Linked DNA regions of Mus musculus: region 1 is linked to region 2. The links are chromatin contacts, called in public HiCAR-type maps. All regions are on one chromosome and are shown on one strand. The core of a region is the stretch at or near the end of the contact, and the rest is flanking DNA. Distances in the headings are between cores, read along the strand shown. Region 1 overlaps Daam1 (dishevelled associated activator of morphogenesis 1). Region 2 has its middle 42 kb from the start of Daam1.

Region 1 (3,476 bases), core at 619-3,118, 150 kb before region 2:
ACATCCAGGATGATGAGAGGAGGAGGACTCAGCAGGGTCTCCGCTGTTACTGCTGTTCTGCTGTTGCTTCTTTAAGCACGCCTGAGTTCTGGCTAACTGACGGTCAGCCAATGCTCTTTATCTCTGACCCTAGAAAGATACTGCCTCAGGCCTAATGGACGAAGCATTTCAAAGCTGTGCCAGGTGTCTGACATGTAAAGGATGGCAAAGTCTCACAATCTAACAGCCTTGTGATGTCCTAGGGAAGACTTTAGATTAGGAACCAAACAAAGTATAGTCCACTCAAGAATGCTGCAAATCGCTGTGCGGGGGGAGGAAGTGAGGAGTGTGAAGAAGGGCTGCATACAGACATATCAAAGATCCTGAAACTCAAGGAGAAGCCTACCCTTGACACAACTTCTCATATCCAAGGAAAGGAAAATCCACACTACTTAGTACTTCTCCATTCAGGGCAGAGAATTCATTACCCTAGCACTTCTCTTGTTACCCATCAAACAGTGCCAGCTTAATTATACCCAGGGACAATCTGCCTGACAGTCCCTTTTTCCTCACAGTCAGGAACAAGAACTCACAAACAACCTCTACATGCAAGAAATGGTGAATGGCTCCAAATTATTATTACTTGGGTGGACACACAGAGAAGTCCCTGCAGTCTTCAGAACCCTCCCATTCTGTTAGCTCATCCACAGACACCAGTGTCCCCATTTTCTCATCGCTGGAGAAGCAGTGTATGGAATGGAGTTTGGTGGATGTGGGATTCAGATCCTTTCCTCTTCTTTTCCTCTCCTCTCCTTCTCTCCTCTCTCCTCTCTCCCTCCCCCTCCCCCTCTCCTCTCCTATAAACCCTCAAGGCAAACGCTTCTGTGGCTTCTTCTATAATTTGTGCAGTCCTGGTCACACCTAACAGGCTGTTTATTACTCAAGGTACAGCAGCAGAATAAGAAAGAAACAGGAAAGAAGAGGAAGAAACTGAAAGTCAAGGCCCTGCAGAACTTAAATAAGAGCAGCAAATTCATGGATCCGGGTTGGTTTTTACCTTTTGCAGTGGGAGTAGCAATAAAACCTAGATCACATTAAAGGTCTTGGAGTGGTAAGACAGCTCTCCATGAGGACCTGGGTAGAGGCAGCAGAGAGTAGAGCACTCGGGAGAGTAGAGCCTTCTATTTCATATTATCAACTTAAAGTTGGATACAACCCATTCTGAAAATCATGAGAATGCCATGAGAGGCAAAGACTTCGACCTTCAGTTTTCATCAATGGCAACAGGATTTAAGCTACTAAGGTTCAAAGGCTGGTGACTTATTTTCTGTTGTGAATTTTAGCTATGATTAATAGATGATGTTCAGGCTGCCTAGAGTGCTAACATCTCAGAGGCCAGAACTCAGATACTGAGAACGCAGTTTAACTGCTAACTATAGATCACAGCTTTCCCTAGAGCATTCTGATTATTACAGCATTTTATCAAGTCATGTTATGATTCTGTATATGAACCTCTCGGCCACCAATGAGATCAGGAAGTCAGGAAGGAGCTAAGTTCCCAGAGAGAGGGAGATGGGTATGAACATGATGAAGGGACAGTTAGGTCATAGAACTGTTAGAAAAGCCTACAGTCCACAGGAGTGTTGTTGCAACACTCCCAATAATTAGTCACAGCAACAGCAAGTCCAAGTTGAATGCAAGCCATGTTTCAAATGGCATTTCCTCTTATAACATTAAGACCAATCATATGTTAGTGTGTGTAGATTCTATTTAAAACACACTAGAAAAGTTACTTCACTAGGCAACCTTTCAGCCCCTCGTCCCCAACACCTCAAACACTGAGTGTCTGGAATGGAATTTGGAAAGGTAACAGCATTCAGAAGGGCTTACTCAATCAAGCTCATTGTGCAACTGTGTACTCTGTACCCTATTTTAGGCTGTCACAGAATGTAAGTAATACTTACAGCAGCCATGGAATTGAGCTGATCAATGTAGAACTCGGGCCAACTGGTTGCTCCCTTGTTTTCTTCCTGGTCCTACAAAAATGAAAAGAAATAAAACAAAGTAAGAAAAAGTGACAAGGTAACACATTACCAGAGGCCCACATGGAGCAGCAGAGAGCTGATGTCCTGTGCATCATGATGGTGGTCTGCAAAGCCACGAGAATACAGGAGACACTTATTGTTTTACAGTATCGGGTCATCTACTTAAAGGGTACATGGGAATTGAATTCACGCCAGGGAGTAACATTTTCTTTTTTTAGTGACATAATGGTACTGAGAAGGATATTCTAGGTCTCATGTCACACTGAGGACTACATGGGGATGTCACAGCTGTATGAAATTCAAGAGTGAAGGAGACCTGTCTTTACAGTGGCCAGAGACATGGCCAGTTGGTGACTAGATTGTTTCTATCAGTTATTTAGATTTCATTGTGAAGTAGGATTTCATTTGATGTGGCTGAAAGGGGCTACTGACACCGGTGGAGTTAACAAGAGAACACATGTTAGTCCCAGGCACAGGTCTCCTGCTGACCCAGCTCAGGAGCTATGTTAGAAAAACGAGTGTGCCAGGCAGTGGTGGCACACGCCTTTAATCCCAGCACTTGGGAGGCAGAGGCAGGCGGATTTCTGAGTTCGAGGCCAGCCTGGTCTACAGAGTGAGTTCCAGGACAGCCAGGGCTACACAGAGAAACCCTGTCTTGAAAAACAAACCAAAAAAAAAAAAAAAAAGAAGGAAAGCAAAGGAAAAAAGGAAAGGAAAAAGGGAAAGGAAAGGAAATAGAGTGTGTGTCTGCTAAAAAGACCTGAAACCCAAACCCACCTCAGCTAGATGTGTCTCACAACCCAGGTGACCTTGAGCCAAAACAGCTGGCGCATCTGTGGATGGAGTTCACTGACACGCCTAACCTGGACCTCCCTGTCAGCTGTAGTCTCTGTTGGAGACACAGCAAGCTCAGCCAGGAGGCACGCTGTGCTTGGCTTCCACAATCTCGCACACCTTTGTGCTGAGAGAGGTATTCCTGTAACCAGGACTTTCCATTAAGAGAGCACCCCGATATAATGGGTCACCCAAGGAGAAGACACTGCCATGTACACACAGCGGCTGTCTGATGCCCAAGGAGTTACTGCTATACTGCTGGCTTCAGTTTTTTAGTTTCAGCAGCCCATCCATCCATCCATCCATCCATCCATCCATCCAAACATTCATGCATTGGGCCTTGGAAGAGTGATTTCTAGGAGGAGCTTTTAATTTTAGGCTTAGACCTTATCTCTAAAAATCCCTCCCTTTTTCCCTCTTTCTGTAACCCAGGCTGGTCTCAACTGTAGGACTGTAGAGTGATCCTCCTGATTCAGATTTCTAAGTGCTGAGGTTATAGCTATGAGCCACCATTACTCGCCCTACAAACACGCACGCGAGCGCACGCGCACACGCACGCACACGCACACACACACACACACACACACCACTGTCTCTAGGCAGATACTTCCAAGTGAG
Region 2 (3,582 bases), core at 549-3,048:
ATATGTGCATGCGTGCGTGTGTGTATGTGTGTATATACATGAGTATGCATACTTATGTGCATATGTGTATGTATGTATTGTGCACACATGTGCATGCATGTGTGAATACATGTGTGAGCATGTATATGTGTTCATTTGTGTATATATATGTGAATATGTGTGCATGTGTATATTCATATGTTGGGAACAGAAACACCTTGCTAAGCACATGCTAAGCACACGCTTCACTAGTGAGCTCCTTCCCCAGTTCAGGCTGGTTGTCCCTATCAGTTGTCATTAGAAATAGCTGGCTTAAGGAAATTGAAAGAAATATCTTTTCTGTGAATGGTACCATAATGGTAGTCCATCTTTATAAAGTGGAAAATGAAATGAGTGGTAACATTCCAATTTGAAATTTTCAGTAACTGCTTCAAAAGACCAAATTTTCTATTGGGCTTACAACTCTTAAATTGTCTTTAGTTCTTCCATTGCTGTATGTGTGAGCTTAGTCATTCTGTCAGCCCATACATTCTCCTGGAGTCTCCCACCTTTGGCTGCTACTCTCAGGGATTTGCTTATAAATAGATGGCAGGCATCTGTGCTTAGAAAATGCTCCGTTACCATAACATACTACATTATTAACAAGTAAAGTTCTGATACAGGTTCTAGTATAATTGAGAACAAACACTTTGCAAAACACACCTCTATACATACATCTGTGGATGCTGTTCCCTCAACTTGAACAAAAATATATCAACATCATCAAATATTTATTTGGGCCCCACAGGTATTGCTTCTGGACAGGGCCCTCCCTATACCTGTTCTCTGTGATTAAACAGAGCTGAAAGGTCTTTCTCTCAGTGACAGGTATAAAGGTTCATTTGGAAAACTGGGTTCTAAAACAGTGTCTGTACATACTACATTTGTTGATGGCCTATATTGCAAGTCGTCTATGCATGACATTTTGAGAGATACCCTGATCTCATGGGCTGAAAAATAAGTAAAAAGTGATATTAGGAATGACCAGCGAAATGGGAATGTCATGTCCTTGGGACATGGTGCACACAGTGTTATGAGAGCAAACCTAGACAGCGGGAGAAGGAAGGGCCCAATGATCTCATTTCCTAGGCTGAGAGTAGGCTAGCCATTGAGGAGGGTGAGGAGGAGCCAGGAGTGACCTGGAATTCTGGGCACAGCCTCTGTGAACCAGGCAGCCATACTACCCGGGGCATTGAGCAGATGGAGGCTGAGCTTGAACTATGTTCCTTCCAAAGGTATGCAGAATTCCTGGTCCTCAGAATATGGCCTTATGTGGGAGCATGGCTCACAAAGAGGTTGAAATGAAATCATTATTATAAGTTCAGTCTGACCATCATCTTAGAAAAGGGCATTTGAACGTAGAAACACAACCTTACAGACGAAAGGTTCGGTGAGGAGGCACGGGACTGTAACAATGGCCTCAAAAGCTGTGGAGCATCACAGATTGCTAGAAGAATCCAAAAGCAGGTTACACCCTTGCTGTCCAAGTGTGAAGATTAGAGTCTGGATCCCTGGACCCCACTGAATGCTAGGCAGCTGGAGTAAGCCCACCTTGCCTCAGTATCTCCTGTGGAGTATATTTCAGGAAAACTTTTGACATCAATACCTGGCCCCCATGCACATGTGCACACATGTACACACACACACACACACACACACACACACACACACACACACCACAGAAATTCAGAAGCTAAAAGAAACAAAGGAGTCCTGTGCTCAGTTCTGTTGGAGGAGGCACAGTCCCGTGGACACATCTGTTTCAAGCTTTAATTTGTGCAGCTGGGAACTCCTTACTAAGCATCCTTTTGGCAACTGGTTGTCACTGCAGCTCTTTGGATTGCTCCATACTTTCTCCATTCCCATTGCCACTACCAGGGCTTCAGCCCCAAGACCTGCTGCTGCATTTTACAGATAAAATCTTTCTCTCCAGCTTTACTTTCTTCTCTGCATTCCCAACCTTGTTTTTCCAGGCATGGCAATCAGTTCACTGGCCCTCCTCAAACTTCTTGATTTCACTTCCATTTCTCTTAGGCTAGAATCCAAATCCTATCTCATGGCTATGGCCCTCTCTCATCTGGTCCTGCCTATGTCTCTAGCATCATCTCTATTGACTCATCTCCCATGTCTCAGTCTTCAGTCCTCACATTTGGCCCTCCAAGACTAACATTAAGCTGCTGGGCTATGGCACGCATTCTTTCCCTTTGACAGTTGAGATACTGAGTGACCTCATTCCGGGTTGTTTCCCTATCTACTCTTTGCCTGTTTCCCATCATGCCTTAAATCTCTGTCTGTGTCCTCTAGACCATCTATGAGCTAGAGGACTCAAAAAACCGATTTGGTCATTTGGCTCAAGTTCAAAGGCCTGGGATCCAAGGAAAACACTTGTATAACTGCAGTTGAAAGTTAAAGGCCTGAGAGTGGGAAGGGAGTTCTGCTGGTCTAAGTCTTGGAGTCCTCAGGCCAAGAGTTAAGAGCTCTGATGTTCTTGCGTAGGAAGTGATAAATGTCTCAGTTCTATTAAAAAAAAAAAACAACTCACTATTGTTCTGTTTGCTGGATCTGGGTAGGATCCTAAAGGATTGATGATGCCCACCCACATTGTTGAGGTTGGATCATTATGCAGCCTACTGATTCAAGTGTTGATCTCATCTAGAGATGTCCTAACAGATATATGAAGGAAAATATTTTATCAGTTACCTAGATACCTTTTAATTCAATCATGTTGAGACAAAATCAACCATAATAGAACTCATCATAATAGATGCCACATTTTTCTATGGATTTAATGTCATTCTTGAATCAACAGTGCTATTTTATGTCACTATCAGAGCACCAGTGGTACTAGACCGTCACTGACAGCTTGCTTGATGGTGCTAAGCATATGTAAATTCCAAGAGGATCAGACCAACAGTGACTCCAGAAATGCTTTATAAAACAAAGTTTAGAATTTATTTGGGGTAATAGAGAACAAAGGCCAAAGCCTTCCCATACTATTCTTGGCCTTACCTTTGAGAGGAATCATGTCAACATTGTATCTGGGCTACAAAATGTACTGAAAATATTGACCGAGTGACTAAGTGACTAAGTAACTGAACATGTGAGGAGTTCCACCATCAGTCCATGCTCAAGATCAAGGCCAAAAGGACTGACTTTCAGGTGGAACCCAAACTTCTTGAAGTTCTTCCTGCCTGATACCAGGCTTGGTCCATTGTTAATAGCCCCACCCATTGGAAGTAGAAAGATGTGAAGACTAGGAGCCACACTTGGCTCCATCATGAGAAAGGATGCCTAATTGCTCATTTTCCTTTGTTGTCAGTCCTTTCTGTTGCTCACCGAGAACACAGCCATCACTATCCACCTTTATCAGCTGCTGTTTTCTTTCACAGAGCAATGTTTCTCCAGGATGGAAGCTGTGGAGGAAGGGTTTTATTGATTTCTAAAGATGCTGCATAAACATCGCCTGTTTTTAAGTTTCTTATGAGTAGATTGGTCTTCAGTATGACCATTTAGTATCCTAGGAAATGATGTGTCTTTAATTAATCATGACAGATGAATTTAAAA

Evidence for each region. HiCAR-type assays count read pairs that join an accessible place to other places.
Region 1: a contact with region 2 is called in a HiCAR-type map of fibro-adipogenic progenitors, with 2.9 times the contacts expected there. The contact joins two enhancer-like sites. A contact is called at or near these places in 10 of 484 Hi-C or Micro-C datasets (the AML12 cell line, the CH12 cell line, cortical glia and 6 more) and 2 of 115 datasets of contacts at active chromatin or transcription factors (embryonic stem cells and fibro-adipogenic progenitors).

Annotation. Positions count from the first base shown.
Region 1 is chr12:71,935,098-71,938,573 of GRCm38.p6, reverse strand. Daam1 (dishevelled associated activator of morphogenesis 1) reads right to left here. Exons shown (of 26, transcript NM_026102.3): 4 at 1,944-2,015. Among named protein-coding and RNA genes, the nearest start is that of Gm40440, 100 kb to the left of the region's middle. Within about 2 kb of position 1,868, at least 54 of the 459 cell types and tissues checked have an H3K27ac peak or open chromatin away from gene starts, as enhancers often do. A contact at or near this core is called in fibro-adipogenic progenitors, where this site is marked.
Region 2 is chr12:71,787,732-71,791,313 of GRCm38.p6, reverse strand. No RefSeq gene overlaps it. Among named protein-coding and RNA genes, the nearest start is that of Daam1, 42 kb to the left of the region's middle. Within about 2 kb of position 1,798, at least 13 of the 459 cell types and tissues checked have an H3K27ac peak or open chromatin away from gene starts, as enhancers often do. A contact at or near this core is called in fibro-adipogenic progenitors, where this site is marked.